Regions from separate parts of the Mus musculus genome. Here all the other regions are linked to region 1. Evidence: chromatin contacts called from public Hi-C and HiChIP or PLAC-seq data. All regions are on one chromosome and are shown on one strand. The core of a region is the stretch at or near the end of the contact, and the rest is flanking DNA. Distances in the headings are between cores, read along the strand shown. Region 1 holds the start of Nectin1 (nectin cell adhesion molecule 1). Region 2 has its middle 28 kb from the start of Gm36855. Region 3 has its middle 13 kb from the start of Gm29909. Region 4 has its middle 24 kb from the start of Gm36855. Region 5 has its middle 6.9 kb from the start of Gm23326. Region 6 overlaps Gm30373 (a long non-coding RNA gene).

Region 1 (4,782 bases), core at 1,753-4,252:
GCAAGTTCAAGGACAGTGAGGACTACGTAAAGAGACTTTATCTCAAACACAAAACAAACTAACAAACAAGAATGGAATCTTTTGGATTGGAGAGCAAAAGAAAAAACAAAAAACAAACAAACAAACAGAAAAACCCAACCGCCCGCCTCTTAAGCCAGGTGTAGTGGCCCAGACCTTTATACTGTGAGTTCAAGGACAGCTTGGTCTACATAGTGAGTTCCAGGAGAGTCAGGGCTTCAGGGCTACCTAAAGAAACCCTGTTGAGAAAGAGAGACCCCGTTGAGAGAGGAGAAGAGGGGAGGGGAAGGGAAGAGGTAGGAGGAGGAGGAAGGGAGGAGGATGAGGAGGAAGAAGAGGAGGAAGAAGAGGAGGAGGAAGAGGAGGGAAAGAGAGAGAGTTGAATCAAGGAATTCAAGCATCAAAGTCCCATGTACTTGGTCAATATATTTTCCTCTTTGTCCTCAGTGTGAGGACCACATGGAAATTATGAGTACAGGGTCGAGGTGGACAAAAGCAGAAGTGAGATGATAGTGCCATCATGCAGGAATTGAGATAGTGCTATCACACACAGGGCACAGAAACAGCAGAGCCATCAAGTTCTTTTTGTCGTTTTCTTTTCTTTTCTTGGTTGGTTGGTTGGTTTGGGTTTGGTTTGGTTTGTTGGTTGGTTGTTCTTTTTGAGACAGGGCTTCTCTGTGTAGCCCAGGCTGTCTTGGAACTCACTCTGCAGACCATCTGCCTCCTGAGTGCTGGGACTAAAGGTGTGCGCCACTGCCCAGCAGAGCCATGTGGTTTGCTTTCAAGCTGGAACAAGACAGCTAAGCTAGAAGAAGCAGACATGGCACTGGGGCCCCTAGCTGAAAGACTGGGACCACAGAGAGTTGTCAGTTAGAAAGATTTCCTTTGCTGATAGGAAGGAAAATAAGACCAGGCATCAGGAGACACAGGCTGTGGTTCCCCACCCCCCAACCCCCGCCCCATGGCCTTTCTGTGTAGCTCTGGCTCTCCTGGAACTCACTTTATAGACCCTTGGCTTCGAACTCAGAGATCTTCCTGCCTCTGCCTCAAAGGGCTTTGGATGCCCTTGTACTAACAGATCCAGGAATGAACACTCAGCAAGTGTGGAGAAGGTAAGAGACCACAGCACTGACAGAACTTGGTGTGTCTGGAGTTAGTGCACAAGTGTTCAGCTCCTATGACGTGTTAGCCACAAGCAAAAAACAAATTCCTTTTGGCTTGGGCAAGTTTAAAAGCACTTGCAAGCCAGATGGGAGATTCCTGGCTGCCAGCCTGGCCACCAACCTGCTTAATTTGACAGGGCATCCTCTGGATTAAGACCCTCCCGTGGCTACCTGGCATGAGTCTGATTTCAGGCTTGACCTTACCGCAAGCTCAGGCAGGGTTAGAACCAATTATTTATTAGGCCGTTTCCTAATACCCAGCTGTTGCTCTCTTTCACAGTTTTCCCTGTGCTGACCTCTACTTTAAATCCAGTATCTTGAAGGATGGTCTGTGCCTGACAGACACCTCCAGTCAGCCCCTGTTGCGCCCCTTACCACAGAAGCCTTTCAGGTCCCTCCCAGCCCAGGCTAACGTAGATGTCCTGAATCTGAAAACCCCCACAATGCCGTGCTGCGGTGAGTGATTCTATAGAACTTCTGTTTCTGTGTCTCCCCCCCCCCCCCATCCCCACTAGACCCCGCTCCTGTGGGGCAAGGACCAACTATGAGACCACACAATGCATTCCCAAGTCAGGCGGTAGTGTGGTAGACAGTTTGTCCTGAGTTACACGGGTGAAGCATAAAAGGATACAGAGAGCATTCCTTTTGAGTGGAGTGACTTCTTTAGCAGGCTGAGCCCGTGGGCCCAAGAGTGGGAAACTGTCCCTCTCTTCCATTGTCCTGCCCCTCCCATTCTCCGAAAGGAAAATTTACATTTTATCAGAATTTGGCGCTACCCCAAGCCTCTGTGCCCTTGGGGCTGGGCTAAGGGCAAAGGGCAAAGTGGGTGTGGTCTGCTCAGCCCCGAACGAGGGAGTTCTGTTCTCTTGACTGGGAAACCCTGTCTGTCTGCCTCTCCTAGTCCAAGGATGGGGACAGAAGGTCCAGGCTTCAGGCTGCTAAGGGCCCCTCGGGCTCAGTCACCTTGGCAAGAAGCCACCCGGATGTGGTGGGTGGCGAACAGGATGGGGCGGAGAGTCCTGGCCGTTCTGGGACACCGACTGGATGGGCCACTTTCGCGGGAATCCCGCAAACCACTCAGAAACGAGGTGAAGGCAATGGGAGCCCACTTGGTTTGTCGCTCTTTGGGGAAAGCAGAATGCTTCGATTTCGGGACAAGGACCCCCTGAAGGCAATAAGGATTAAAGAAGACCCACTAGAAACCTGAGTGCCCTGATCTCTCACCCACTAATGTCTTGTCTTGCCTCAACTCTTCACAGCTTTCGCGGTTGGTCCTCCGCAAAGCTGTTTCCGTCTGGTGTCCAGATCTTGGGGAGCAGAAGCTTTGGCAACAGTTCTAGCCTGTGCTCTGCTTCTTTCTGCCACTCTCCATGCCCTCCTCTGGGCCTTTGTTTCCTCATCTGCGAAATGGTCCCAGGGTCGGACCAGAGAGTCAGAAAAGCCCTCGGAGCTCGGACAATGCCAGATCCAGCGTTCACACGGATCCCTACGGCAGCCCCCCTCCTCATCTTAACTCCACCCCTACCGAGCAGCTTCTCCCCCTTGCCGGCCGCTAGGGGTCACTGCCTCCCTTTGTCAGCGACCGAGGAGGGCAGCCCGCCCTCCGGCCCTTTCCACGACCGAACGGCGACCCAAGGGGCATCTTGCTAGCTTGGGGCCCTGAGCCGAACCCCACGGCCACGCTCGCAGCCACAGCTGCTTAGGACTGGGAGGTGCGGCCGCGCGGGCGGAGGCCGGGCCAGGGCTGGGCCGGGCGCGTGGGAGCCAGGAGGGGGTTAATGCTAACCCCTCCCCCCGGGCTGACATCACGGGAGAGCGGGTGAGAGGCTGGATCGGCGAGTGAGAGAAAGAGAGGGAGAGGAGAGAGCGCGGCTCGCCTCGGCACCGGGGCAGCTCCACATTGTTGCGGATCGCCCGCACCGAGCGCAGCGGCCGCGGTGGGGACCCGTGGCGCACCCGGCTCGCTCCCCTCGGTCCTCCGAGACCGTGCAGCCCCGAGCCCCGCGGGCAGCTGGCCGCCCTAGCCGCACACCACCGCCTGGGCCCCGAGCCCTCCGCACCGCCCGGCCACCCTCGGAGAACAGCCGGCCATGGACGCCTGCAAGTTGGAGCCGAGCGGGAGGGTGTGAGCGCGCCCAGGGCCGGGAGCCTGCGCCGCGCTAGCCCGGTAGCCGGGCGCGCCGGGGGTGGGTCCCTCTCCCCAGCCGGGCTTTGCGTGGAAGAAGAGGGCGGGGACCGGGGCGAGGAGAAGAGCGGAGGAGGCGAAGGGGGCATGACTCGTGCAACTTACTGCGGGCATCTGCCGAGGCTCTGAGCCGGCGGCAGCCGGGGACCGGATTGCGGCCGCGCGGATCCCACCCAGCCCACCCCGCCCCGACCGACGGCTGCGGCTGACCTGGATCCTCCGAGCGCCCGCCAACCGCCAGCGATCCGCCCTCGTCTTCCAGACTGGTTTCTGGAGCGCGAGGAGCGCCCTCCTGGCAGCCCCTTTCGCCGGACCCCCACCCCCCGATGGCTCGGATGGGGCTTGCGGGCGCCGCTGGACGCTGGTGGGGACTCGCTCTCGGCTTGACCGCCTTCTTCCTCCCAGGTAAGGCGATTGCCTCTGCCTCCCTCCATAGCCCCCCACCCAACCAGAACCTCCCCGGGACTTGGAGCTGGATGATGGGCAAGGCTACGGGTTGTAGGGAGCGAACGGAGCCAGAAAAGTTGGGTCACGCTTGGATAAGGGGGGGCAGGAGGTGGCACCGTGGAGAAAGGGGTTGAGAAGCCCAACAGCCTGCCCTGCAGGGTAGCAATCGGATGCACGTCTCTATGTAGCAAGAAAGCACTTTCTCCGCTCAGTTCTTCACAAAAATAATAATATGTAATAGGGTTCTATTTATTTAATAACCAGTTCTCAGCTCGAGAAGCAGTTTGGAAACACTGCGTGTTACATAAATGCAAAATAATCACCGTAATCACGGGCTTGGGGTATGAGACAACAGCCCCAGGGGGAGGGCGTCAGTCTCCTAGCTGGTGGGCTGTGGGCTAGGAGAGTGGCGGGGGTTGGGGGCGACTTCATTTCTTTTGGCGGCCTCTTGTCAGATGGTTTCGGGCTCATGGGGGCCCCCTCCTGCCCCACATCGCCCCACAGCGGGCGATCGGAACCTGCTCCTGCGGCACAGGCAGCTTCTTACTCACCTGCGGTTCCTTTTCTGGAGGGTGAGGTCGGGCCGCCTAGGGATCGCAAACTCCGGGCCTTGCGCGGGGCTGGGCTCCGTCTCGGAACTCCACTTCTAAAGCGGAGGGCTCTCCCAGGAGGAAGCTCCACGGGCTTCATGCCAGCCAGGTGGCCGCATGACCCACTTTCCCGGGAGGCCCCGAGGGTGTCCCGCGTGTCTTTCCTCGAGGTGTGAGCTGCCGGCAGAAGAGGGGTTAACTCCGCGCCCGACCCTGGGGTGGCCCATATTGGCCTATTCTGACGGATGGGGTGGGGGCGGGCGGAGGCTAGGACGGCCCAGGCATATTGTGCTGGGGAATGAACTGGAAAATGCGTTTAGGAGGCAAATCCTACCGAGTCCCCTCGCCTGGGTTTAACCCCTTGGGTCCCTGGGGAAGC
Region 2 (4,439 bases), core at 444-2,943, 250 kb before region 1:
GGGACTGGGATTGCAGAGACTGATTTGGGATAGAATAGGAGGGTCCATCTGAGAAAGACATTCCTCGGCCCCCTCCGAACCCATAGCGCCTCCAGATGATCATTTTTATATCTTGGAATCCCACAGACGCTCCTGATAAAAAGAGACTCCTGCAGCTAACAGAAAGTTTGAAATCAGTGCATTCTGATGGTCTCTTGCCCCTGGGGCCTCTGCTTCCTTCCCACTGTCGCTGTGTTCAAGGAGAAGAAAATAATTCAGAATGAACTTTTTAATATATTTTACCATAAAAATGCCATCTTTCCTTAATAAAAGTAAGACAGGAACCCTCAAAGTGGCCATTGGGAAGGATTTTCTCCGTGTGATGGGCTGGATGGCCCACGCATTTCGTCGCTGTATTTGAGTCAGCTTCCCTTTGGGAGCGTCCATGTGACTCCTTCTAACAGGAGCCTGCTGTCTCCTGCACACTGCCTCCAGGGAGTGACAGAACAACCTTCCCTCCCCACCCTCGGCCCATGACACAGGGAAGATAAAGTTCAGAGTTGCTTTCAGTGATACGTTATGAGGGACACTGGGGTAGCACAGGAGCAAACAGAGATAGTGACATCGCCTGGCCAACTGGTTTGCCAGCTGTGACCAGCCTGCCCGGGCTGAAAAGCCCTTTTTTATCCCATTGGTCCTAAGAGTTTCAGTTCTCGACATTTCCCTCCACTGGGTAGCCATCACCTGACAGAATCCAGGAAAGTGGAGTATAGTCCTTGATATCCATGCCATTTCATAAGCCAAAGCCAGGCTGTAGGCAAAGAGCCTCCTTGTTAATGATTACTATCCACCTCTACTTAAGCAATGCCACTTTTTAACAGGTGCCCCCTACTGGTTCACTTTAGCAACAGCATCAATAGTATTCTCAAGCAGAGAAAGGCGCAGCAAATTTCCTAATATTTCACTGCTTGATGGGAGCAGAGAGAGGATTAGACACTGATGGTCTATTTAGGGTCCTTCCTGGCACTTGTGGGCAATCGGAACAGCCCAGGAGCTTAAGATCTCTCTCTCTCTCTCTCTCCCCCTCTCTCTTTCTGTCTTTGTGTTTTCACTTTTAATTTGAGACAACAGGAGAAATAAGCAAACAAAAGTGTACATGCAAATATCAGAGTCTTAGAGAGAGAGGAAGCCATGGGCTCTGACATTCTCTGCATTCTCACATTGGTGTGTCTGTCTGTCTGTCTGTCTTTACATATACACAGAGTACACATACATGTACAGGTGCATATATGTGAATGAAGGCCTGAGGACAAGCTTGGGTGTTGTAACTTGGGTGCTCTCCTTATTTTGAGACAAGGCCACCAAAAATAAAACCTAGGCTGGCTAGCCAGTGGGCTCTCGAGTTCCATTTGTCTTCAGTCCCTCACACTGGAACTACAAGCCTGTACCACTATGCCTGACTTTTTGTGTGGGTTCTGGGGTTCAAACTTGCATGGCAAGCACTTTACAAGTTGGTTTACCAACTGAGCCATCTCCCTAAGTCCTTTTATCTTTAAGAAAACCCATCAGAGAGTGCTGGAAGGGGTGAGGTTGGTTGCTCCATTGTCCTACCCTGTACTTCTGTCCAGAATCTAGACCCCTAAGGGAAGGGTTTGCCTTGAATAAGGAAATGTGGCTCTGCTTGTGTTTGTAGCCCGAGTTCCCTCAATAGGCAATTGTGACTTGCAAAGGCTCAGGGCCAAAAATGCAGAGAATGTCAGAGCCCACGGCTTCCTCTCTCTCTAAGACTCTGATATTTGCATGTACACTTTTGTTTGCTTATTTCTCCTGTTGTCTCAAATTAGAAGTGAAAACCAGTACAGAGCAGCACGAGGCATTCCTTCCTTGGGATGGAATTACCTTCCTAGCCTTGGGGTTTGATCTTGCCAAGACAATTTGGAATCCGTTACAGCCTTGCGAGCATCCTAAGGTTTCCTTTCATCTGCTGGCCTCTGGGGATGCTATGTTTATTTAGGAGAAAGGAGGAGGCCTGACCTTTCTAGGTTTCTGGGCTCACTACACATTTATGTAGACTTTCACAGGCAAGACCCCACGCCCAGGACCCTTCCTGTGACCCATGCCTGGGGGCTTGCTGGAAACTGGAGTGGGGGGTGGGGGAGGGAGGGTGCCAGATTATAACCAGTGTCTTTCTTTCCCAGTTAGAGGCACATGTTTGAACTCCTGCCTGCCTAGGAGCTCATATCTGAAAGGATATGAGGAAAACCTTACGGCATACTCTCAAAAACCAACTCAGCTTTAACAGCTTTAACAGTCCAAGTCTGCCCTCCTCAGCCCCCGCGCTCGGGGCGGGAGAATGCTAACAGCATTGGTTCCCTCTCATGGAGGGAACAGGGCTCAGATGAGACCATATTCATTCAAAGCTATGCAGAGTGATGCACAGAGTTCTGAAGGACTGTGGTTCTATAAGTACATGGATTCTATATGACATTCCAAGAAAGAGAACTGGTCCCAGAAACCTCACACAAAGCTCCCCCATCTCATTATCTTTCTTCCCCAAAGATCCTTTTAGCTCATTTGTTTGTTGTTGTTGTTGTTGTTGTTGTTGTTGTTGTTGTTGTTGTTCTTCTTCTTCTTCTTCTTCTTCTTCTTCTTCTTCTTCTTCTTCTTCTTCTTCTTCTTCTTCTTCTTCTTCTTCTTCTTCCTCTTCTTCTTCTTCTTCTTCTTCTTCTTCTTCTTCTTCTTCTTCTTCTTCTTCTTCTTCTTCTTCCCCCTCCCTCTCCCTCCCCCTCCCCCTCTCTCCCTCTCCTCCTATCTTCCCCTCCCCTCTCTCCCTCTCCCCCCTCCCTCTCTCTCCTTCTATTGAAAGTGCTCATGAGAGGGCAGCACTCCCTACCTCCAGGCTGCATGGTCCCTCCCAGACAGGTTTCTGAAGAGAGATTTAATTCAATTCCACAAGGATTTGCTTGTGCCACAGTGCTTCACACTGCACGTTGACAAAACTAGTATTGACGAGTTCACTTTGATTTTCATGGTAACCCTGAGAGGCAGGTAGCAGATCAATTAGAATTCCTAAATTTGAGAAAAAGAAAATGAGAGTTAGGGGTTAAATGGGGTCGCCAGGCTTACTGGAGCAGGGGGAGAAACTCAGCAGGAAGTTCTGGATGCTGTTAGAGGCTGCCCCACTGCTCCTGAGTCCTGGAGTCCCGATCTCAGCTCCCTGCACAGCATCAGCATGTAGATCTCCTTGCCCCCATACCCATTACCCATTGTCCTAGACCTGGGGACATTACCCTAGACTCAGAGATTTCCCCAGCTGATCTTCAGTTGGTCATCTCTGCATTCTCTCTCTCTCTCTCTTAGTTCCAGCTCTCAACCCTGAGCCTGGCACATGATCCATATTTAGTAGATAATGAATTCATAAAGCAGGCATTAAGAGTAGGAAATGGTAGAAACACTCTGGCCAACAGTAGCAGAATCGTTAAGGAAACTATGAGGTATCTTGTATGTGGACTATCATGTGGCTGTTAAAAACCACGCTAATGAAAAATTAATATCAGTGTGAAAAAGTCATAGGTTATTGCCCTGTGAAAATGCAAATCACAACCTGCATATGGCAGTAATCTTAGCACTTGGGAATCTGAAACAAGTGCCATGAGTTTGAGGCTAGCCTGGTGACATAGCTTCAGGCTAGCCTGGACTATGCAAAGAAATTCTGTTTTAAAAACAAACAAAACACCACCACTGCCACTACCAAAACGCACTATAAAATCGTGCATAGATTATGACCACAGCCATATAAAATACAATAACACGGACACAATTATGCATTTTGTTCTCTGAAGAACACAAGACGGATATCAAGGATATTAAGGGAAGTCTTAGTTTCTCTCCCAAGTCACATGTCTGGGTTCCTGGTGGACTTTTCTGGTTGTGAAAATGGATAGGGTCTCAGAACCGCTATCAAACAGACAGAGAACTCGTGGGCTGAGCTCCCACCCAGCTTTAGAAAACACAGCGGTAGTCATTAGGAACTCTGCCTTGGATTCACAGAGGAGAATGAGACACTTCTTCCTCACCTCGTTTTCCTTGATGGGGCTCTGAGGCTGGTAGATAAAGAGAATGTTATAGGCTTAATGGGTATTGATTCAGCAGTAGATTTGACAGACTCTCCATCCCTATGAACAAGGTGGAGAAATGTGGGGCCAGAGAACAGCACCATTCGGTGCTCAGAAAGAGGCTGTAAACACACATGCAAATGATCATGGTCAGTGGTTTCCAGACTATTCTGGAGTAGGCTCTGTGAGCCGATACCTGCCGCTCATCTAGCCCATTGCTCCTTCTTTCTGATGCCAATGGGGCTCTACAATCCTCAGGCCTCCCAGCAGACCAGCATTGAGCATTCAGTTTCTGTGGTGAAACTCACTAGCCATCAGTCAGTCCAAGCCTTGACCTTTAGGGAA
Region 3 (4,490 bases), core at 1,445-3,944, 150 kb before region 1:
GATAGTTCAGCTACAGTGCATGTGACCAGAGCCCTAGAAATAGGGACTGTATTGGAGTGGTCAACGAGGGATTCATGGAGGAGAGAATAGTTCAACTGGGACCCACAGAGAGGAGACTGTTTTGAATAGATGGAGAAGAGAGGAGAGGTTCATGGTATTGTGAGCAAAAGCTGAAACACATGGATGGCGGAGAGCAGGGAGAAGACCCAGACAACCTGAACTAGGCTGGAGAGTCAATACCCTGCCAGGTCATCTGGGTTTGAACACCAGGCCTGGAATCTTGGGCTTCATTCCCTGTGTCACAGGGAACCACTTGGAAATGGATTTGTGCCCAAAAGGATGTAATCAGGGCGGTGTCTGTGCTGCAAACAGGCCTCTGGCAGGATGCGTAGGCAGGACAGTGAGTGACAGTCTGGGAGGCTGGGTGTGTGGGTGGGGTTCTCGAGTGGCTGGCAGCAGGGATGGGTATGGGAGATGGCAGGAAGAATAAACCCACAAGCCTTAGGATATGTCTTTCCATCAAAGGGGACATCACTGCTGACCAGACGGCTTCCAGGGGAGGAGTCTATGGGACAGACTACTCCAAAGCTTGGCTTTCAGCGGTTGGCAGCTCCTACCCAGCAGGAATCACAGGAGCCGGCATCACTGTGTTCTCCATGGGACTCAGCTTGCATCAGTGCCAGCTGGATCAAGCATATCCCTCCAGGGCTCCTGAAGCAGAGTCTACCTCAATGGTCCCGAGAAGTTGGAAAGGAGTAGTCATTTAGGCATGCCCAAGAGAGACACCAATCTCCTCCCTCAAAGTGACACTTACCTCATGGCTCCAGCCCACCCACCTGCCTCCTCCTCCACCCTAGGAGTGTTCGGCTTGGCAAGGTCCAAGTTCAGGCGCAAGGAGGCGTGGTGCAAACAGCCTGAAAGGCTCTGCCCAGAGTTGTGGCCCATCCATTCATCTCTGCCAGGAGTCGACACTGGGAGCCCTAAGGAGGGGTCCCTGTGATAGATGATGTTTCCAGAGCTTATTAACTGAGCTAGCTGGACTGGGCCTCTTCCGACTGATCTATGATCCAGGGACAGTTTTAAAGTATGTGGCTTTCCAGAACGGCATTATCGAAAAGAGTTAAAATTGAAGTCGTCACTCAAACCACTGCCATCTGTCACAGGCTGCCACCTATACCAACTCAGGGCAGGATGGGAAGGTAGGGAATAAACCTCCAGTCCATGTCACATATTGGAACATTAAGAGTTTCTGTTGTCCTCTCTGCTGCCTAGGGTATGTAAATGGCTGGTTCACTCCTGGCAAAGACGAAGGTGGAGCCTGGCAAGGGGTAGGAGTGGGCACCTCAAGCCAGCTTTCTGTAAAGAGGATTCTCATCTGAGCATGACTGAGGCGCATTCTGACGGACCACGTGGTATCCATGAGGCAGCCCTGATTAGCATTTACTGAACCTGTTCTTCACCTATACATAGACGATGCTTTCCCCGAATCTCGGTAACCCTGTCACGTGAGCACTATAACTAATATCTTGTGAAGAGGGAACCTGAGGCATGGAACTGGGGTCAAAGGATGCATGTAGGCCATACTGCAGGAAGTCTGCCAGGGTTTGAAGAAGAGGGTCTAGTTCTTAGAGTCTGGATTCTGGACCACACTGATGACTGGCACAGGTTGGGACCTGGAGTTTATATGCACACAAATGCACACATAGGCACACATATGCACACACATGCACAAGCAAGTGCACCTTTCATGCATGTATGCTTGTACACATATACACACAAGAGAGAAATGAAAGAGGAGCTCACTGCTCTTCTCCCTCAATACTCCAGAAGTCCTCCCCCACCCCCCGCACCATGCCCAGCTCTGCAGCTCACACACAACCTCTGCCCCTCCCTCCCTCTCCCCCTCTCCCTCCCCTCTGTCACACTTCATTCCTGGTCACAGCTTTAGTTATCTGTGTATTTGTCAATTTTTTGCTTTCCCTATTGGACTGGACTTCAAAAGGTCAGCAATAGCACACACATGGGGCTCACATCACAAAGGTGAAGCTAGGCGGCCTTTGGGCCCAGCTGACACAGGCCCCATTGCCAGATCCTACTCTCTTGTGCCCAACACAGGGTGCTGAGTCAAGAGCAACAGGTGGGTGATAGCGACTGAAGGACCTGGATCCAGAATGATGCATGGGCTACTCTGTAGCTCAGCATCACTAACAACAGTCTGCCTAGCTTCTCCAGGCTGCAGGGGACAGACCCAGCAAGCACAGGCCTCCGTGACACACATAGACTCAGACACACACATACACACAGAAGCACACACACATGCACTCATACACAGGCACAGACTCACACAGACACAGACAAACACACATACATACACATGCACATACACACACAGGCACATGTGCACACACACAGACACATGTGCAGACACACATAGACACATAAACATGCACACACACACACACACACACACACACACACACACACAGCAGAAGCAGAGAAATATTAAGCAGGGAATTAGCACAGCTGGCTGCGCCCTGTGAGCCCTGTGATGAGGGGATAGGGAGTCAGGGGCCCACAGGGAACAGAGATAGATCAGGCTGACCACTAGTCACTGACAGTTTGCAATGGCTTCTGAGGCCATTGTCATGGTTTCTGACTCGGGCTGTGCCCTGGGGTGGAGATTGGGCAATTTTAAGTCCTGAGTACACTCCACAGTTGCCACATCAGTGTGCTAATATGTGTTCCCTGACGCTGGAATGGACAGCCCTCGTTCTTAGGAGAAATCTTGGGTCAATGGGAGATTTCTGTGTTTTTCCTTAGATCTAGTTTGTCTATTTATGACAATCTGTTTTTATAGCAGCTGTGTTACCTAAGATGCTGATGTAGCTTTGGGACAAGACAGAGTCCAGGCCTCCCTCCCCATCTCTAGCCCTTTCTACACATCCAAACCCTCTATACCAATCTCCCCAGTCCATCCCCAGCCTTCCCTACCCACTCCAATCCTCTATCCCCAGCCCTCCCTGCCCACCCCAACCTTTCCCCCCCCCCCCCCCAGCCCTCCCTGCCCATCTCTGCCTAGCCAGAGGGAAGCTGCTTGGGGCTCCTCTACCACATTGTCTCCTGCTAGTGAAGAGCCACTCAGGACCCTCAGGCACTCCCTCTTTGAGAGCAAGTATTTTAGCCACCATTGACCCTGCCCTCAGCATCACAAGTCTCATGCCTTGTCTCCCCCTCCCTCTGAGTTCATCATTACCTCAGCTCCCTGTCTGGTGTGTGTGTGTGTGTGTGTGTGTGTGTGTGTGTGTGTGTGTGTGTCCGTGTCCTCAGCCCCCCACCCCAACTTCCTGCTGGGTCTTGTTCAGAGATGACTAGTTAGTGAGAACAACGAACTGCTTTTTGTTTGTTTGTTTGTTTGTTGTTTATTTGTTTCTAAGCACAATCACAGCTGTTGATCAAACTCTTTCATCTGATTAGTTTTACACTAATTTTCAAAGCAAAAATTATAGAAAACATTGGCAAGAAAGCCAAGTAGAACATGTTAGAATAAATTATAAGTGTCTTTAAAGGGGAGAGAAGGACCCCATATTGAACATTTTTCATACCTTTATAGCTTTTTTCAAAGTTTTGGTTTTTTTTTTAAATCTTGTAATTTTATTGTTTAAATAAACATTACAGAGAGTAGACAAGCAAAAAATGAAACTCCCAACTCCCAACCACTGAGATCCACCTTTCTATTCTTCTCTGTGTCTATGTGTGCATTGTATGACTTCCCAGAGAACGTTCCAGAACTTCATTCCCCTGAGCTGTAAATCAAGAATGCTAACAGCAACAGAAACCTGGTCACATTTTTCAAATTATTATATAGTCTCCATCTTCCTGGGGCTTCAGATATCCATGGTAATGAATCTTTATTGTAATCTTCATTATAAATGAAGTTGCAGCCTTGGCGAGATCAGCAGTTAAGGAACTCTGCTGTTCCTTCAAATCATTGATTCCAAAGCTAGGTGCTTACCTGTCAGCCGTTAATGTCTGTACTCGTGTTTCTGGAAAAAACAATTTACCAAGTAGTGAGAGATAAATATCTCTGCCTGTACCTCCAGGTTTAGTTTTTAGAAAGGGAATCATCTCAGCTGATTTGTGACTCTATGCTTTCTCTGATCCCTAGTACTGGATATTTGAAAATGTCCCAGTCTTTGTTGCCATTTAGATTAGCATAACTAACAGAGGTTAGGAACACAAGGTGGAAGGTGAACGAGAAATTTAAAAACATAAAACCATGTGGTGGTGGCACGGATCTGTGATCCCAGCACTCAGGAAGCTGAGGCAGGAGAATCGAAAGTCTGAGAGGTTAGACTGGGCTGAATTACAAGATCTTATTTCAAGAAAGAAAAAAGAAGGGAGTAAGAGAGAGGGGAAGGGAGGAAGGTATAGTAGAAGGGAGGGAGGGAGACAAGGAAAGAGGGAGTTAGGAAAAGGAGGGGGGAAAGGGC
Region 4 (4,797 bases), core at 1,884-4,383, 200 kb before region 1:
CCAGTGTCTATTCGGTGGAATGGATGTTGGGAAATATTAGGCATTCCTTCCATGTTCTGGTCTAACCTTGCTCTTAGTAAGGTTAGTGAGCCCGTTTGGACTTGGTGCATGCCAAGTGGAGCCATGCTGCTTCTTAGAGCTCTTAGTGACTATAGCCGTTTCCCTGTATTGTGGCTTTTCCAAGGATAACAGAATCTAAAGTCTTCCTTTATTTCTCAAGCTTAAGCACACACTCCACCCACTAACAGAATTCTTGAGAATGACTGTATAGGTAAGCATGCAGGGGCAAGCCTATGGGGCTCATTCACAGTGGACAAGTAGCGGCGGAGCCTACCTGACAGGAATGGGGCCTGTCTGGCTGAGATACTCATGTTCTAGTCCCAGCTCTCCTGGTTTCCCTTAGTTAAGCTCGATGGGTGTCAGCTTTCTTGTCTTTAAAAGAGAGTCAGTACCACTTACACAGCTCTAATCCCCGAGGAGCTGAAATGCTCCAAACTCTGAAGTCTTTTAACTGTTCTGACTCAGATTTCTGGTTTTCAGATTAAAGATGCTCTAACGTACCTACAGACACTTCCAAATCTTCAAGAATCAAACCGGGAAGTACTCTGGTCTCCAAAATTTCAGATCAGGAGTACTCAACCCAAAAGATTGTCATGGAGATGAAAGAAAACAGTGTCCCTGTGTTTGCTAAATATGTTCAATCTCACCCCCAGCCTCAGAGCCTTGTATTATCAGTTGGGCAGGGAGTTGGGGAGACTGTGGGCAGGAATCCATGCTCTTGCCAAGCATTTCTGGGGGATCTTGAAGCAGGCAGATGGACACCCCTGAGAAGCATGTCATCGCAGTGAGTAATGGGGTGCCCACTGTGTCCATGTCTTGTGTGAAGCTCGGTGATGAAAGACAATTTGGCTGGGAATTGAAAATGCCGGAACACAGCCATGTGTACCACCCGGCCTTGTCTTAAACAGCCTTCAGCTTTTAGTCCTGTTGTCATCCCCTTCCTTCAGACTTGGGGTGTTTTCACTGACGAGAAGCAAATAAAGGAGAGTCGGCTTTCCCTCCGGCCTTCCTCCCTCAGCCTCCCAGTGCTGACCCTAGAGAATGCAATCACCTCTTCTCTTGCTCCACGTCAAGTTCCGAGTTTGCTCTCTTCATTATCCCTGTAATTCCCAGCTCAGTGTGGACTGCGCGCAGTCAGTGGTACTCTTCAGCCATGCTATGTCAGGCTTAGGTTTGAGGGACAATGTCTTTTCCTCTTCTGTCCCTTTATTATCTGAGCACAGCATGGGGCCCTGTCCACCCAGTGTTTTCTTCCTTGTGGTCCTTGGCTGATAGCATCATCTGAGAAACTTCTCAGCCTTCCCAAGCCATCTCTCTTCAGGAGGCCCTGTCCCCAGACTAGTGATGGCCCTTTCTTTGTACCCAGACAGTCCTTCTGTCTGAAACTCTACAGAGAAAAGTCTACTCTGGTCGGGCTTACATTTCCTTCTTTTGTCTCTTAGGGACTCTGAGATGACTTGTTCCCAATCTCCTGGTCTCATTTATCTGATGATGAAGGAAAGAAGAAGAAAAAATTCATACCCTAAGATTTGATGGCTGAAATAGCAACCATCCATTTTCTGTGGATTCTGCCACTGAGGCAGGGTTTAGAGGTCACCTTCACAGCTGTCATCAGTGGGTGAGCTGGGACCCAGTTTCTCTCATTTTTTAAAAAGATTTGTTTATTTTATGTATATGAGTATACAATAGCTGCCTTCAGACACACCAGAAGAGGGCATCAGATCCCATTACAGATGGTTGTGAGCCACCATGTGGTTACTGGGAATTGAACTCAGGTCCTCTGGAAGAGCAGTCAGTGCTCTTAGCCACTGAGCCATCTCTCCAAGCCCCTAGGCCTGGAGTAATGGGTAACTGAGGTGACTGTCATAAGTCCAAAGACCTCTCTCAGCTGTGAGGTGGGGAACAGCTCTGGACTTCCTTACACAGCTGTAAGAAACCAAGAGGAAGAACACAAAAGTCTCTTAAGTCCTGGGTTTGGAGGTCACACAGCGTCACCTCCATGGCCTCCCACTGCTCAGAATATTCTGGTGGCCTGCCTAGACCAAGGACAGAGAACAGCCTCCAGCACTTGAGGGAAGGAGATACAAATTGAACCCTTTATATATAATCTTCCAGCCTCATACCCTTCTGCCTATTGTGAGGCCTTGCATTGATCAGTCTGCAAAGAATACAGGTCTTGTCTCTGGAAAAAAACAAACAAACAAAAAACCCTCAAAAGCTGGTGGAAGACATAGCAAAGGAGAGCCTTGCCACCTGATGTGAAAATTGATAATAACGCCATCATCTTGGAAGTATTTACCACAGTCACTGGGCTTCATCTTGTTGAACCATCACTGTTATGTTCTGGGGGAGCACATGTTATCTGTCAGAGGGTTATCTTAATTAGCTTTCTATTGGTGTGATAAACACCATGACCAAAAGCAACTTGGAGAGGAAGGGGTCCTCCCCACCCTTACACATCCACATCACAGTCCATCCTTGAAGGAAGTCAGGGCGGGAACTCAAGGCAGGAACTTGGAGGTAGGAACTAACGGAGAAGCCATAGGGAATGCTGCCTACTGGCTTCCTCCTGGTGGCTTGCTCCATTTGGTTTCTTGTATACCCAGGACCACCTGCCCAGGAGTGGCACCAACCACAGTGGGCTGAACCCTCCCACATTAATCATTAATCAGGAACATGTGCCACAGACTTGCCTACAGGTCCATCTGATAGAGGCATTTCTCAATTAAGTTTTTCCCTTTCTGATGTGTTTAGATTTGTGTCAGGTTGACAAAACCCAGGCAAACAAGGAACGGTGTTAGGTGCTGAAGAGAGAGGCAGAATTATGCCCCGGAGTCTCAGACACTGTTGGAACGGCTCAGCCAATAAGCAGATGAGGGCAGGAGAAGGAGGGGGACTACATAAAGTTTCTCTCCGTGATAGACACCTCAAGGCTGCTCTCCTGGGCCCTTGGTAGGCTGCTTGTGTCTTTTCTGTAACTTCGGGCTGAGAACACAGTCCGGGATGTCCTAGGGCTGGAGAACAAAGGAGTCACCTGCTGCCTAAGTGTCTCAGGGTCACGTGACCAGGGAAGCCTCGTTTCCCCAAGCCACACAGGAAGCCGCATCTCTGAAAACTCACCCATGACGTCAGCGCTGCATCCAGAAAGGCCCCTGTGCCTTCCTCCCACGCATTCCCCGCATTTACCAATTACTGAAAACAGCTCAAAATAGCACCTGTCCCTCCCCCGGGGCCGCTGCATGAATACTGCTTGTGATCATTTTCGGGAGGGATAGAGTCTGCAGGAAATCGGTCCAAAGAGAGGATTATTATCAGGCATGTGTGCCAGTGCCAGGTCTGGTTTTAACTGCCTGGATCTGGCCAGCATGCACTTTGCGGTTTTTTTCCTGCAAGACCTTCATGGGTAGCTGTGACTAGCAGTGCCATGGGAGGCCATAAGGACAAACTCAGCAAGGACAAGCTCCTAGCCCTGGGGTCTTCTGGAAACCATGCAGTGATCTATTTTCACCTTAGCCCAGTATCTCTCTAATCTAGGACGGTCCCAAAGATCCCAAGAGACTCCTGTGCCACCGTCCCCCTTCCCCCAGTTACTCATAAACTCATTGTAAAGTCTGCCAGAGTTGTGGGGAAAGATGCTTTTTGCAACACAATAAATAAAACCAACATAATAAGATAAATAGCCATCAGTAAGTTTGCAGAAGCCATGGTGCCCTTTGAGGATGAAGCTCCACATAACAATTAAATGAACGAGTGGATCTCTCCATAATGGAATTGGAAGCACACCAAGGACTATTGCGAACTGAATGCTAGCCACACGAATATGTTCTACCTCTCCGTGTATCTGTCTATCCATCATCTCTCTCTGCCCACACGTCTATCTACATGATAAATCAGTTAGTGTTATTTCCTTCCAGGAAGGACCTAAAACTGGGAAAGGGAAGGGCTGCGTGATTTGAATGACTATAAGAATGTGTGCATGCTGATATAATGTAAAAATTTAAAAACAAACAAACAAACATTGTAATTGGTTGTGGTAGTGCACGTCTGTGGAGGGACCAGAGAGGAGCCTCGGCAACACAGTGAACCCTTGTCTCAATAACAACGATAAGATAATAAATTCTCAAGCCAAACAAAGCTGGAGAGAATAAGCCACCAACAGATCCTAATGCAATCCATCCCTAATTTGAGTCTCAGTTTATTTGGGTGTCTCTTCTTCCTGGGCATCAGTCCTGCTCTGAAATAGATTGTCTGGCACCTTGCCTCTCCCCTATGTCACCCTCCTCCGTCTTCAGCTTTCATTTTACCTCCGGGCCCTTCCTTACCCCAGCCACACTATCCCAGACTCTAGAAGGCAACAGCACAGCTCAGTAGTCTTGGGTTCTAAATGCAGGGTTGTTCTTCATCTGCCCTGGGTGCCTTTGCCTAATATTCCCCAAGGGCCTTTCCTAATGATTTTTTTTTTTTTTTTGGTCACTTTCTTCTCTTCCTGCCTGGTGAACTCAGTTCTGTTCCCCTGGCCTCCTGCAAAACTGCCGCTAGGAGTAGGTATGTGAAGTGGAGACTCTTGGACCACTGCAGGGACAGGTGACAAGAGATACTGGATTTGTCCCCCAAGCCAGTGGTTGGTCTGTAAGACCCATAAGTGGCCTCTTTGTCTTGGAGTAAGCAGCCTGAGTGACCCTTTCAAGGAGCTTTGAGGGCTCAGGGGCCCTACACTGACAAGTGGCTGAGAGCTGG
Region 5 (4,857 bases), core at 1,554-4,053, 160 kb after region 1:
TACAAGTGGTTGTTACCATGGGTGCTGGGAACCCAGCTTAGGTCATCTGGAAGAGCAGGAAGTACTTCCTAAACAGCAACTCCTCTCTCCAGCCTCTTCTGATTTTGCTTCTAACCCAGAAGGAAGTTCACCTCCCCAGCCAGTCCTTCCTGGGTGTGTCCGGGGATCCCCAGGAATCTCTAGCAAATCACATGAGTTCTACAGCTGACTCTGGCCTCTTCCGGCACCATGCTCACACCATGATACGCTGCCTCAAAGCAATGGGCCAAACCAGACCAAAGCTCCCAAAACTGTGAACCCAAATCAGCCTGTTCTCTCCTTAGTTGATTTATCTCAGGCATATGTTACCACAGCAGAAGGCTAACACAGGCTCACTTGAACACACCAGATGTGGACTTATTTATTTTTTTTCTTCTTTAAATAGGAATCTTTCCGAGCCAAGCTTGGCACTCCGGGAATTATCAGGCTGCAGGCTGCTGTTTTGGGTCAACATCGAGGAGTGACTGGGAAGCAAGGCATCTGATTACTGTCAGATGACTGACAGCTACCTCCACAGGGAGTATGAGAGGTACTTGGGCCATGGCAGCATTGCCAGTGTGAACTTGCAGAAGTAGATTTTTGGGGGGAAGAGTGGGGGGGGGAGCAAAATGAAGAGGATGATGTAGCTAGAGTGGTCCTCATGTTATGCCCTGGACTGAAGCCTCCCCTCAGCCAGTTCCTCCCGGGTGAAACCAGGGTCCGTGCTGTTCTCCAGCCAATTACAGGAGGTCAGCAGCTGGCTCCAGCGCCCTTGCTAGGCTGGCTAGGGCAGACAAGGAATGGAGGACGGGGTCCCAGGCCACTCTGTTTTTTTTTTTTTTTTTTCCTTTTTTTTTTTGGCAGAGTCTCTTATATCCCAAGATGGTCTCACATTTGCTATGTTGGCTAAGATGACCTTAAATTCCTGGTCCTCCTGCATCTACATCCCAAGCAGTGGGATTGCAGGTGGACACCACCACGCCCAGCTATGTAATACTGGAAATGGAACCCAGAGCTTCATGGATGCTACACAAACATTCTAGCAACTGAGCCACATGACTCAGCCTTTTAACCTTTTCTTTTCCTTCATTTCTTGACACAGGGCTGGCTTTGGACTCACTGTGTATCTAAGGATACCCTCGAACTGGCCGGACAAGACTCATCTACATGCATGTAACCATGTTTCCCTTGTTGGTTCAGGTGCTGATGGGCACGCAGGTGATTCCATGTTTTAGCTACTGTGAGCAATATCACAGTAAACATAACTGCTCGGAGATCCCTTTAGCATGCTGGGTTCATTTCTCCTTCCCTTCAGATATATAACCTGAAGTGGAGGGCTGGATCAGATGACAGCTCTATTTTTAGTATTTTGGGACATGTGGCTTTTGCTTCATTAGTTTTACCGACACTGTCTTTGATGCTACAGTTAGCTCCTAGAGAGGCCCCAAAAGGTCTCAACCCCTAATATGTGTGAAGACCAGAACAGTGTGAGTATGGTGTGTGGGGGAGGGGAGCTCCTCCCTGGGCTTCAGAGCGGGTGTGGCCCTGTGGGCGCTTGGATTGCAGACCCTGTGATCAGGATAGAACTTGTTTCTAGCCCCCGGTGCAAGGTTTGGTTTGGTTTTTGTTTTTAATTGCGCCAGCCCTGGGCAACTGTTGGTAGCTGTTTATGAAGACGTTCCCACAGAGCAAGTTCCACCAGGAGCATGGCGAGACCAAGAAGAAGGCATGCAGGTGTGGTCCCTGTTCTCAGGCCAGGCTCACTGGTCCCAGTGTTCTGGTGAGCTCAGATACAGAACTATCTCAAAGACGCCGAGAAGAGGGAAGGCTAGGTACTGTCACCCATAAGTAACATACAACAAAGATACCAACTTTACTTTTTGTTTTCTCCTTAGACAAGAAAGCAAGTTCAAAGAAAAGCTGTGGTTGTTGGGGTGGTGCCCCCCCCCCCGACACCCCAATACGGCTCTTCGATTTTGGAGTGCTCACCTTCACCTGGTTGGACGAAGGGTTCTAAGAAGGAAAAACCAAATGTGGTAGGAGGTAGTATCAGGCCAGACTGAGGGAAGTACTGAGCCTCCCAGAATGCACTTCAACTAGAGGCTCACGGGATGCCCTGAAGAGCAGGAGGCAACATGGGAACTTGTCTCATTTCAGGCCTGGAACCTGGGCGCCCCAGACCCTTCAGCTTCTGGATCCTGCCTTCCTGGTTGACCGGAGGCTGTCTGAAGCCCCTCCCCAGCACAGGGCTCCCTAGCTTTCTGTGGGAAGGATATGCCTTTACTGGCTCTGAGCCCCCATGCTGCAGACAACCTCACAGGATGGAAGGCTCCTCTGACGCGGTGCAGGGCTCCAGAGGTAATCAGTGCTGACTTTGAGAAAGTGGGAGCTGTCGGGTGTTTTACTGGTGTTAATGTGACACAGGCAGAATTAACAGCTCCCCATGTGACCGTGCAATATAGCATGTATAGGAGGAACCCCCTTTCCCTCCATCCAGTATAGGGTTTGATTAAATCAGTGAGGGAGACAGAATTGAATTAGCAGCCTCTTGTCCCTTGTGCCTCGAGGTTTTCTGCGAGAGAGCCAAGGGAGACACCCTGCCCTCTCAAGCCTGCCTCCTGGACTCTGGGAACTGGGAATCCCATTTGCAAATGCTCTGACCACTTCCCTGCCCCATGCAAGCTGAGTTCCAGGGGCTTCTTTAGAGAGAAAGGGTCTCCAGAGTCCTAGTCAGCTCATCCATAAAGCAAGAGCTTGGTGCCAGCGAGAGACAGACGGGGAGGCGGGGAGCAGCAGAGCCCTGTGAGCCAGCCAGCCCCACTCAGGGCTTGGGCTTCTCAGTTCCGGGCCTGTTGTACATTGTTTTGTTTGCTTCCCACCAGCCTTCAGCCCCTCCCCTCTTGTTGACCATGCTACCTCAGGCCCTTGTTTACATTCATTTGGTGCTGTCCCCACCTTTGGTTGTATCTTCCTGCTCCATCCTGGGCTCACCAAGTACATGAGCTTTTCCACGGTCCACGTGACTACACCTCTCCTCCGACGATCTCCTGGTTCACTTAGTCCTCCCTGGATATTCATGGAAAGCCCATGCCTAGCCTCTTTTGGAGTCCAAATTCCCGTCTGCACAGCCAAATCACGAGCATGTGCTTGCACGCAATCAAGCTGAGGGGTCTGTAACACATAATCACAACTCGAATATCTAGTTGCCAAACACTGATTCCCCCCCCCCCAGGGTTCTAGAACCCAGTCATGATAGTGCTTAGCCCAATCTGCATCACTTTGCCTCCAATGGTACCGAGAATGAGAAAGTCTTTAGAGGTGTGTGTGTGTGTGTGTGTGTGTGTGTGTGTGTGTGTGTGTGTGTGTGTGAAAAATGCATGTGGTATGTGCATGTGAGTGTTTGGCTGCATGTGGAAGCCAGGCAGGATGTTGGGTATCTTCCTCCATCTCTTTCCACCTTATTATTTTGGGGCAGAGCTAGGCTGACTGACCAGCAAGCTCTCAGGATCCTCCTGTGTCTGGTCCCCATCTTCCTTCAATGCTAGGATTCAGCCGCTCACAGCCATACTTTCTGTGCAAGTACTGGGGATTTGAACCCAGGTTCTCTTGCTTCCAGAGTGAGTGTCCTTACCCCCTTGGGCCAGCTTCCTAACCCCTACAGACAGTTTTACTTAATGCCTGTATCAACCCTGCAGAAGGCAACTGCAACAGTCCCATTTGACAGATATGAGGCAACAGGAAGCAGTTGGCCAACATGGGTTGCCCAGTTCCATCTGAGTTCACAGTTCAGTCTGTCTGGAGCAAACTGGGCCCACACACGGCCTCATCAATTACTGACCTATCATCCTATTAAGTGTTCCAGAGCTATATTTGGTGACACCATGACCCACAACCAAAACACTCTAGGGAACTTTTCAAAGTCCCTTATTTTTATTCCTTTTCTGCTTTCTAGCAGGAAAACCCAGGCGCTGGTATCAGGAGGCCCGTGTGCCCATCACCCACCCTCAGAACACCAACAACATTTTGCCAGTCTTGTTGCTTCTGTTCCCTCCCACGCGATTCTTCTCTCCTGAAGATTTTAAAGCAAATCTCCGCCATCCTTTCACTCCACCTGTAAATACTTCACGGTGCATCTCTGACAGATGAGGGCTTGTCTTCCTTGAACCTAATTACAATACCATTACCACCCAACAAAATGAGCACTGGGCTCCCAAGGTTATGAAATTCGCAGAGCATCTTTAGATTCCCTCAGTAGAGTCAGCGGAGGCTTTTGACAGTTGGCTCGTTTAGCTCAAGATCCAAACAGGCTTGTCTGTTGCACTTGGGTGGCATCTCCCGAGTCTCCCACCCCACTTCTTCCTGCCCCCACCACCTGCTACAAGCTCTGGGGGGATGGGTGTCCCTTGGGATGTACCACATTCCAACTTACAATATTACTTGTTTTTATTAATGTTGTGGGTTTATGCGTATGTGGGTGGGTTTTTACCGGCACACAGACATTGATAGGTATGTACATCCTCATGTGTGTGTGTGTGTATTTGTATATTCATGTGTATATACATATGTGTGTATGTGTGTGTGTGCATGTATGTATGTGTATATGTATGTAAGTGCATATGTATGTATGTGTGTATATAAGTGTGTGTACATGTGTATGTATGTGTATGTGTGTGTATGTGTGTTTATGTGTATGTATGTGTGTATGTGTGAGTTCATGTGTATATGTATGTTTATGTATGTGTGTATATGTATGTGTATGTGTGTGTACATGAGTGTATGTATATGTATGTGTGAGTATGTGTGTGTAGGTTGCCTTCAGATGTCTTTCTCAGTCACTCT
Region 6 (4,459 bases), core at 286-2,785, 200 kb after region 1:
AATTGTCTTATTTATGTTCCTCCCAGCTCCCCTCCCAGGGAAACAGGGAGAAGTTTGGAGCCCTCTGGAACACAAGGCCCTCCCTCCTCTTTAAATAATGTGGAAGCAGGGAATGGTGTTTGGAGACACAACAATGTCCTCAACAACCAATGTGCCATTTGGAATCACAGACATGCAAGAGTTCGCTGACACCCAGCCTCAGGAGGACTTTGGCCTGGTGGAACAAGAGAACAGGAAGCCTGTCCCACCCATCTGGGTGTCCTTGAAGACAGTGCCCTGGGGTGACATGCCCTGCCATCCTCCTGTTCTACTCTGGCTCTCTTTCCAGCTGAGTTCCAAGTGTTGGTAGCCAGCTTAAAACTTCCCTGAATGTGTCTGTGCTCTGAGACAATAAAGCCATGGGACACCTACTCTTTGAGAATCCTTATCCAGCCAGATGCTGGGGTCTGCGAGGAATAGAACTTACTTCAAAGGAAGGCTCCTCTGTGTGTGTGTGTGTGTGTGTGTGTGTGTGTGTGTGTGTCTATTTGTTTCTGAGTGTGTGTCTCTGTGTGAGTCTGTGTGTCTGTGTATCTGTGTATGTATGTGTATATGCATATGTGTGTATGTGTATATTTGTGTGTGTTTCCTCTATGGCTCTCTCACGTGCATATGACAACCTATTACTAGACCCAGGAGACAACTGGGATAAGATGGACCTTGGATCCATCCCTAACAATAAACCTGGAAGATAGCAACTCTAAGATCTGAATTTTCAGAGGAGCAGAAAAGTCTGTCTCTACCCCCCACCCATAAGACTGCTCACTTCACACTGGCTTCACACTCTGCATCACACCAAATGCTGGTGAGGAGAGGAATCTGAGTCAGTCCCATTGGGTTGTTCAGGTCCTGGGGATGGAGCCAGCTGTGTGCACACAGCCTGCATCCCGAGGAGACATCAGAACAAAGCTAGAGAAGAGCAAATGGGGTGAGGTACCTGATGGACAGGCCTTGCTGACATCACAGGAGATCCGGTGCTGAGGCAATGCTTAAATCAATGCACCTTTTAATCATTGACCATGTTGGTTTCAGCCTTCCCTTCTTAGGCCAGCACAGTTCCTTTCTGCCCAATTCTAAGAGCCAGGCTGTCGCCTGACCTCCAAAGAGCAGAGAATCAGACTGATGGTTCAGATCACAGGCCATGTGGCAAGACCAACCCACACATAACACAAAGAGCTGTCCAGAGGTTGGAAAGCTTCCAGGGAGATCCAAAAATAGAAAGACTGCATAGCCCAGCAGTGAGGCCATCACCCACCTCACCATCACTGTAAAGTACGGAATGCCTGCCGACTTTGTCCCAGGCAGAGCTGAAGTTCACTGGTAGCAAGGGGTAAGGGACTTGTCTATCTGAGGACTCAGCATCCTTGCAATGGACCATACCGCGCTTCCTGGTTGAGCTGCAAACATCTTTCTGAGGTTTGGGAGTAGAGTCTACCTCATGACTCACGCCTGCCCAAGATAGAAAGCGGAAGCTTGACTCTCCAGTCTCCATTTCAGCTGGAGTTCAGACAGTGATTTAGACCCCACTGCTCAGATTGACTCATCAGGCAATGCCTGGCTCCAGAAGGAAGGAATGTGAACAAGGGGACAATGCCCAGAATCCATCACTCTTGGCAGGGGAAGTAATGGAAGTTTCTGGCAGTTGAGGTAGATGTTATGTCAAGATTAAGCTCTTGGCCTGGAAGTTAGTCAGCGGGGTGCTGACAGCAGGACAGAGGCTCCGCTGGCGCCTGGAGGGACAGTGGTGGCCTTTGCAGGCTCCCCATGGTCTGGCTCTGTGCAGAGTGGGCACGGTGCCTGCCAGCTTAACCTCCACACTGGGATCTCAGCCTCTCCAGCTTTCCCTGTAAGTGTATGAGGCACCCAGAATTTGTCAAATAAAGTCATTTTCTGCCTTGGCAGTTAGAATTGGCTCCTATCACCACAGTTCTAAACCCTGAGTCCATTCAGGCTGCGGTAACAAAGTACCATAGGCTAGGAGGCTTATAGACATCAGACATTTATGTCTCACAGCGCTGGAAGATTGGGAAGAACCAAATGAAGAGCTTGGCAGATGTGATGACCAGTGAGGGGGCTGAGGGGGCCACAGCACCTTCCAGCTGTGTCCTTGTGCCGTCTACCGGGGATAAAGGGTCTCCGTGAGCCTCCTTTATGAGGGTATTAAGCCCATTTGTGAGGGCATTAGAGTTTCACCATGCAGACTTGGTGGGGGATGTGTCCAGACCACAGCACTGACTGACGTGGAGGGCTGCTCAATCCCTAAGGAGCTCTTCATCCTGATGACCCAGGCTGGGCAGCCCTTGCTTTTAATGGCTACCTCACTCTGGGGCCTGGGAACTTTGCTCATGGCTTCCTTTTGTCAGTCTTCTCAAGAGCATGGACTTCTATTTCAGTCTCTGGTACCCCATCCCCCAACACACACGCACAGGCACGCACACAGGCATGCACACGCATGTGCACAGGTACACAGGTGCACGCACGCACACACATACACGCACACATACGCAGCACTCTGAGATCCATAAGACTTAGGCCACATCTTCTCTATCCTTACATCTCCCGTCTCCTATAGAACCCCAGCTTAGCAGGACCCAGGCTGAGGACCAGGCATGATGGTGTGTCCCATGGTGGTGTCTTCCTTAAAATCCGGCACTTGCAGGTGGAAACAGGAGGATTAGGAGTTCAAGATCATCTTTAACTACTTATTAAGTTTGAGGCCAGCCTGGGCCACAGGAGACCCCATCCACACACATGAACACAAAGAAAGAGACAGGGAGAGACAGAGAGACACAGAGAGAGAGACACACAGAGAGAGAGAGAGGGAGAGAGGGGGGAGGAAGACAGACAGACACAGAGAGACAGAGAGACAAGGAGGGGGAGGGGGAGGGGGAGGGGGAGGGGGAGGGGGAGGGGGAGGGGGAGGGGGAGGGGGAGGGGGAGAGGGAGAGGGAGAGGGAGAGGGAGAGGGAGAGGGAGAGGGAGAGGGAGAGGGAGAGGGAGAGGGAGAGGGAGACTACTCCAAGAGCAGCATATGTAGATATAATTGACACTTTGCCTACCTTTCCCACCATCAGCCCCCAGGTTCTCATTCATAGCTCCAAGCACTGTAGCCCCCATTAAGAATATCCCCTAAAGTGCCACAGGTGTGCCCTCTGGCCACTCACTGGTTCCCCACCTCTGCCTGGCAAGAGACCCTGTAACACCTCCTTCAGTGCAGCTGGTCCACCGTGGTCTGGAAACGCATGTCCCTTCTGGGCTCACATCTCTGAATATGGGTCTTCAGATGGGCTTGGGGATCTGTGCAACCTGATGGGGCCTGGCTGGAGGAAGTGAGTCACTGGGGAATGTGGGACGGACCTGGAGGGTTATAGCTGGTGTGCCTCTGGCCCTCTTTCTACCTCCTGATTCCTTTTGATGTGAGCAAGCTGCTGTGACTGCAGCTGCAACCCATTCCCTCTCCTATGAGTCCCCCGCCATGATGAACTACAGCCTGTCTAATCCCGAACCAGAATAAATCCTCTTCCCTTTAAGTCACATCTTTCAAGCACTCTATCATAGCAATGAGAGGAGTAAGTAAGAGTGGTGGCAGCTCTGGCTGCTCACCCACCCCCAACCCCACCCCTACCCCCACCCCCACCCCCACCCCTACCCCTACCCCTACCCCCACCCCCAGCCCCAGCCCCAGCCCCAGCCCCAGCCCCGGGGACGTGCACAGTGTATGTCCTCAGACACTGGGATGGTGCTCTTGAGGTCTCTGGAGAAATATACCCACATGTAGATACCCCAGGCATGTCCCTCATCCTGGCCAGCCCTTGTGCACATAAACCCCACTCTATCCCCTCTGCAGGAAGAACAGGAGGAAACGGACAAGCTTTCTGGAATCAATTTCACGCCCTTGGGCATGATAAACAACCCAGCAGAAAGAAGCCCTATGAGAGAGTTAATGGCTGTTGGGTAGCTAGATGATGCATCACTTCCTGGGAAGGGAGGCCCGACCCAGAGGCTCTCTGCTCGTGCATCTTTCCTCCATTCCCTATTTGCCTCGCAGCCGCACACATCCAACGACCCCTTCCCAGGAGTATCCAGTGTCTTCCCATGCAGCACACGGCTCACGCTTCCAGGGGGCCTTAGACAGGCATAGGGCAGACTGCAGCTGCCCACATAGCCTAAGCAATGAGGGTCAGACCTCCAATGGAGTTAGACCATCTGGATCCAAACCTGTTGTCCTAAGTACAATTGACTTCATACGGTTCTTCTGTAGCTTAATCTTGCTGTTGTTTGCGTGGGGTTTCAAAAGGGACCTGACATACTGAAAGCCCTTAGTAACATTAGATATGCCACAGTGGTGACGATGACCATGAGGGCCCCCAGAACCTAGGCTCTCCTCCTCCTCCTCCTCCTCCTCCTCCTCCTCCTCCTC

The links. HiChIP or PLAC-seq counts read pairs in DNA pulled down with a chosen protein or histone mark. A called contact is a pair of places that touch in the nucleus more often than the background predicts.
Region 2: an H3K4me3 HiChIP or PLAC-seq map of neural progenitor cells shows a contact between it and region 1, with 17 read pairs. The contact joins the enhancer-like site here to the promoter of Nectin1 in region 1. A contact is called at or near these places in 4 of 39 promoter capture datasets (the 3T3-L1 cell line, hippocampal neurons and liver), 1 of 484 Hi-C or Micro-C datasets (epidermal suprabasal cells), 14 of 115 datasets of contacts at active chromatin or transcription factors (VIP interneurons, cardiomyocytes, craniofacial prominence and 9 more) and 1 of 9 other capture datasets (embryonic stem cells).
Region 3: a contact with region 1 is called in a Hi-C map of liver, with 4 times the contacts expected there. The contact joins the enhancer-like site here to the promoter of Nectin1 in region 1. A contact is called at or near these places in 2 of 39 promoter capture datasets (hippocampal neurons and liver), 1 of 484 Hi-C or Micro-C datasets (liver), 6 of 115 datasets of contacts at active chromatin or transcription factors (embryonic forebrain, embryonic stem cells, forebrain and 2 more) and 3 of 9 other capture datasets (embryonic stem cells, liver and pancreatic islet).
Region 4: a contact with region 1 is called in an H3K4me3 HiChIP or PLAC-seq map of forebrain, with 3 times the contacts expected there. The contact joins the enhancer-like site here to the promoter of Nectin1 in region 1. A contact is called at or near these places in 3 of 39 promoter capture datasets (hippocampal neurons and liver), 12 of 484 Hi-C or Micro-C datasets (the BV-2 cell line, the N1E-115 cell line, Sertoli cells and 7 more), 14 of 115 datasets of contacts at active chromatin or transcription factors (differentiating embryonic stem cells, embryonic forebrain, embryonic hindbrain and 7 more) and 2 of 9 other capture datasets (adipose tissue and embryonic stem cells).
Region 5: a contact with region 1 is called in an H3K4me3 HiChIP or PLAC-seq map of embryonic hindbrain, with 5 times the contacts expected there. The contact joins the enhancer-like site here to the promoter of Nectin1 in region 1. A contact is called at or near these places in 4 of 39 promoter capture datasets (the 3T3-L1 cell line, cranial neural crest, frontonasal cranial neural crest and 1 more), 6 of 484 Hi-C or Micro-C datasets (Sertoli cells, cortical neurons, embryonic fibroblasts and 3 more), 11 of 115 datasets of contacts at active chromatin or transcription factors (the SCID.adh cell line, VIP interneurons, differentiating embryonic stem cells and 7 more) and 1 of 9 other capture datasets (liver).
Region 6: a contact with region 1 is called in a CTCF HiChIP or PLAC-seq map of the NIH/3T3 cell line, with 9 read pairs. The contact joins the enhancer-like site here to the promoter of Nectin1 in region 1. A contact is called at or near these places in 1 of 39 promoter capture datasets (hippocampal neurons), 1 of 15 datasets of contacts at CTCF or cohesin (the NIH/3T3 cell line), 2 of 484 Hi-C or Micro-C datasets (embryonic limb bud and liver) and 13 of 115 datasets of contacts at active chromatin or transcription factors (the NIH/3T3 cell line, cardiomyocytes, craniofacial prominence and 9 more).

What each region holds. Positions count from the first base shown.
Region 1 is chr9:43,740,952-43,745,733 of GRCm38.p6, forward strand. It overlaps Nectin1 (nectin cell adhesion molecule 1), which reads left to right and starts at 3,003. Exons shown (of 6, transcript NM_021424.3): 1 at 3,003-3,771. The coding sequence starts at 3,693. Gm46108 (a long non-coding RNA gene) reads right to left here. Exons shown (of 4, transcript XR_003948147.1): 3 at 4,365-4,782.
Region 2 is chr9:43,490,723-43,495,161 of GRCm38.p6, forward strand. No RefSeq gene overlaps it. Among named protein-coding and RNA genes, the nearest start is that of Gm36855, 28 kb to the right of the region's middle. Within about 2 kb of position 1,694, at least 16 of the 459 cell types and tissues checked have an H3K27ac peak or open chromatin away from gene starts, as enhancers often do. A contact at or near this core is called in neural progenitor cells and stem cell-derived neural progenitor cells, where this site is marked.
Region 3 is chr9:43,592,992-43,597,481 of GRCm38.p6, forward strand. No RefSeq gene overlaps it. Among named protein-coding and RNA genes, the nearest start is that of Gm29909, 13 kb to the right of the region's middle. Within about 2 kb of position 2,695, at least 7 of the 459 cell types and tissues checked have an H3K27ac peak or open chromatin away from gene starts, as enhancers often do. A contact at or near this core is called in liver, where this site is marked.
Region 4 is chr9:43,542,123-43,546,919 of GRCm38.p6, forward strand. No RefSeq gene overlaps it. Among named protein-coding and RNA genes, the nearest start is that of Gm36855, 24 kb to the left of the region's middle. Within about 2 kb of position 3,134, at least 48 of the 459 cell types and tissues checked have an H3K27ac peak or open chromatin away from gene starts, as enhancers often do. A contact at or near this core is called in the N1E-115 cell line, Sertoli cells, cortical neurons and 2 more, where this site is marked.
Region 5 is chr9:43,896,633-43,901,489 of GRCm38.p6, forward strand. No RefSeq gene overlaps it. Among named protein-coding and RNA genes, the nearest start is that of Gm23326, 6.9 kb to the right of the region's middle. Within about 2 kb of position 2,804, at least 7 of the 459 cell types and tissues checked have an H3K27ac peak or open chromatin away from gene starts, as enhancers often do.
Region 6 is chr9:43,943,891-43,948,349 of GRCm38.p6, forward strand. All of the region lies in intron 1 of Gm30373 (a long non-coding RNA gene), which reads right to left. Among named protein-coding and RNA genes, the nearest start is that of Gm30373, 28 kb to the right of the region's middle. Within about 2 kb of position 1,536, at least 63 of the 459 cell types and tissues checked have an H3K27ac peak or open chromatin away from gene starts, as enhancers often do. A contact at or near this core is called in the NIH/3T3 cell line, where this site is marked.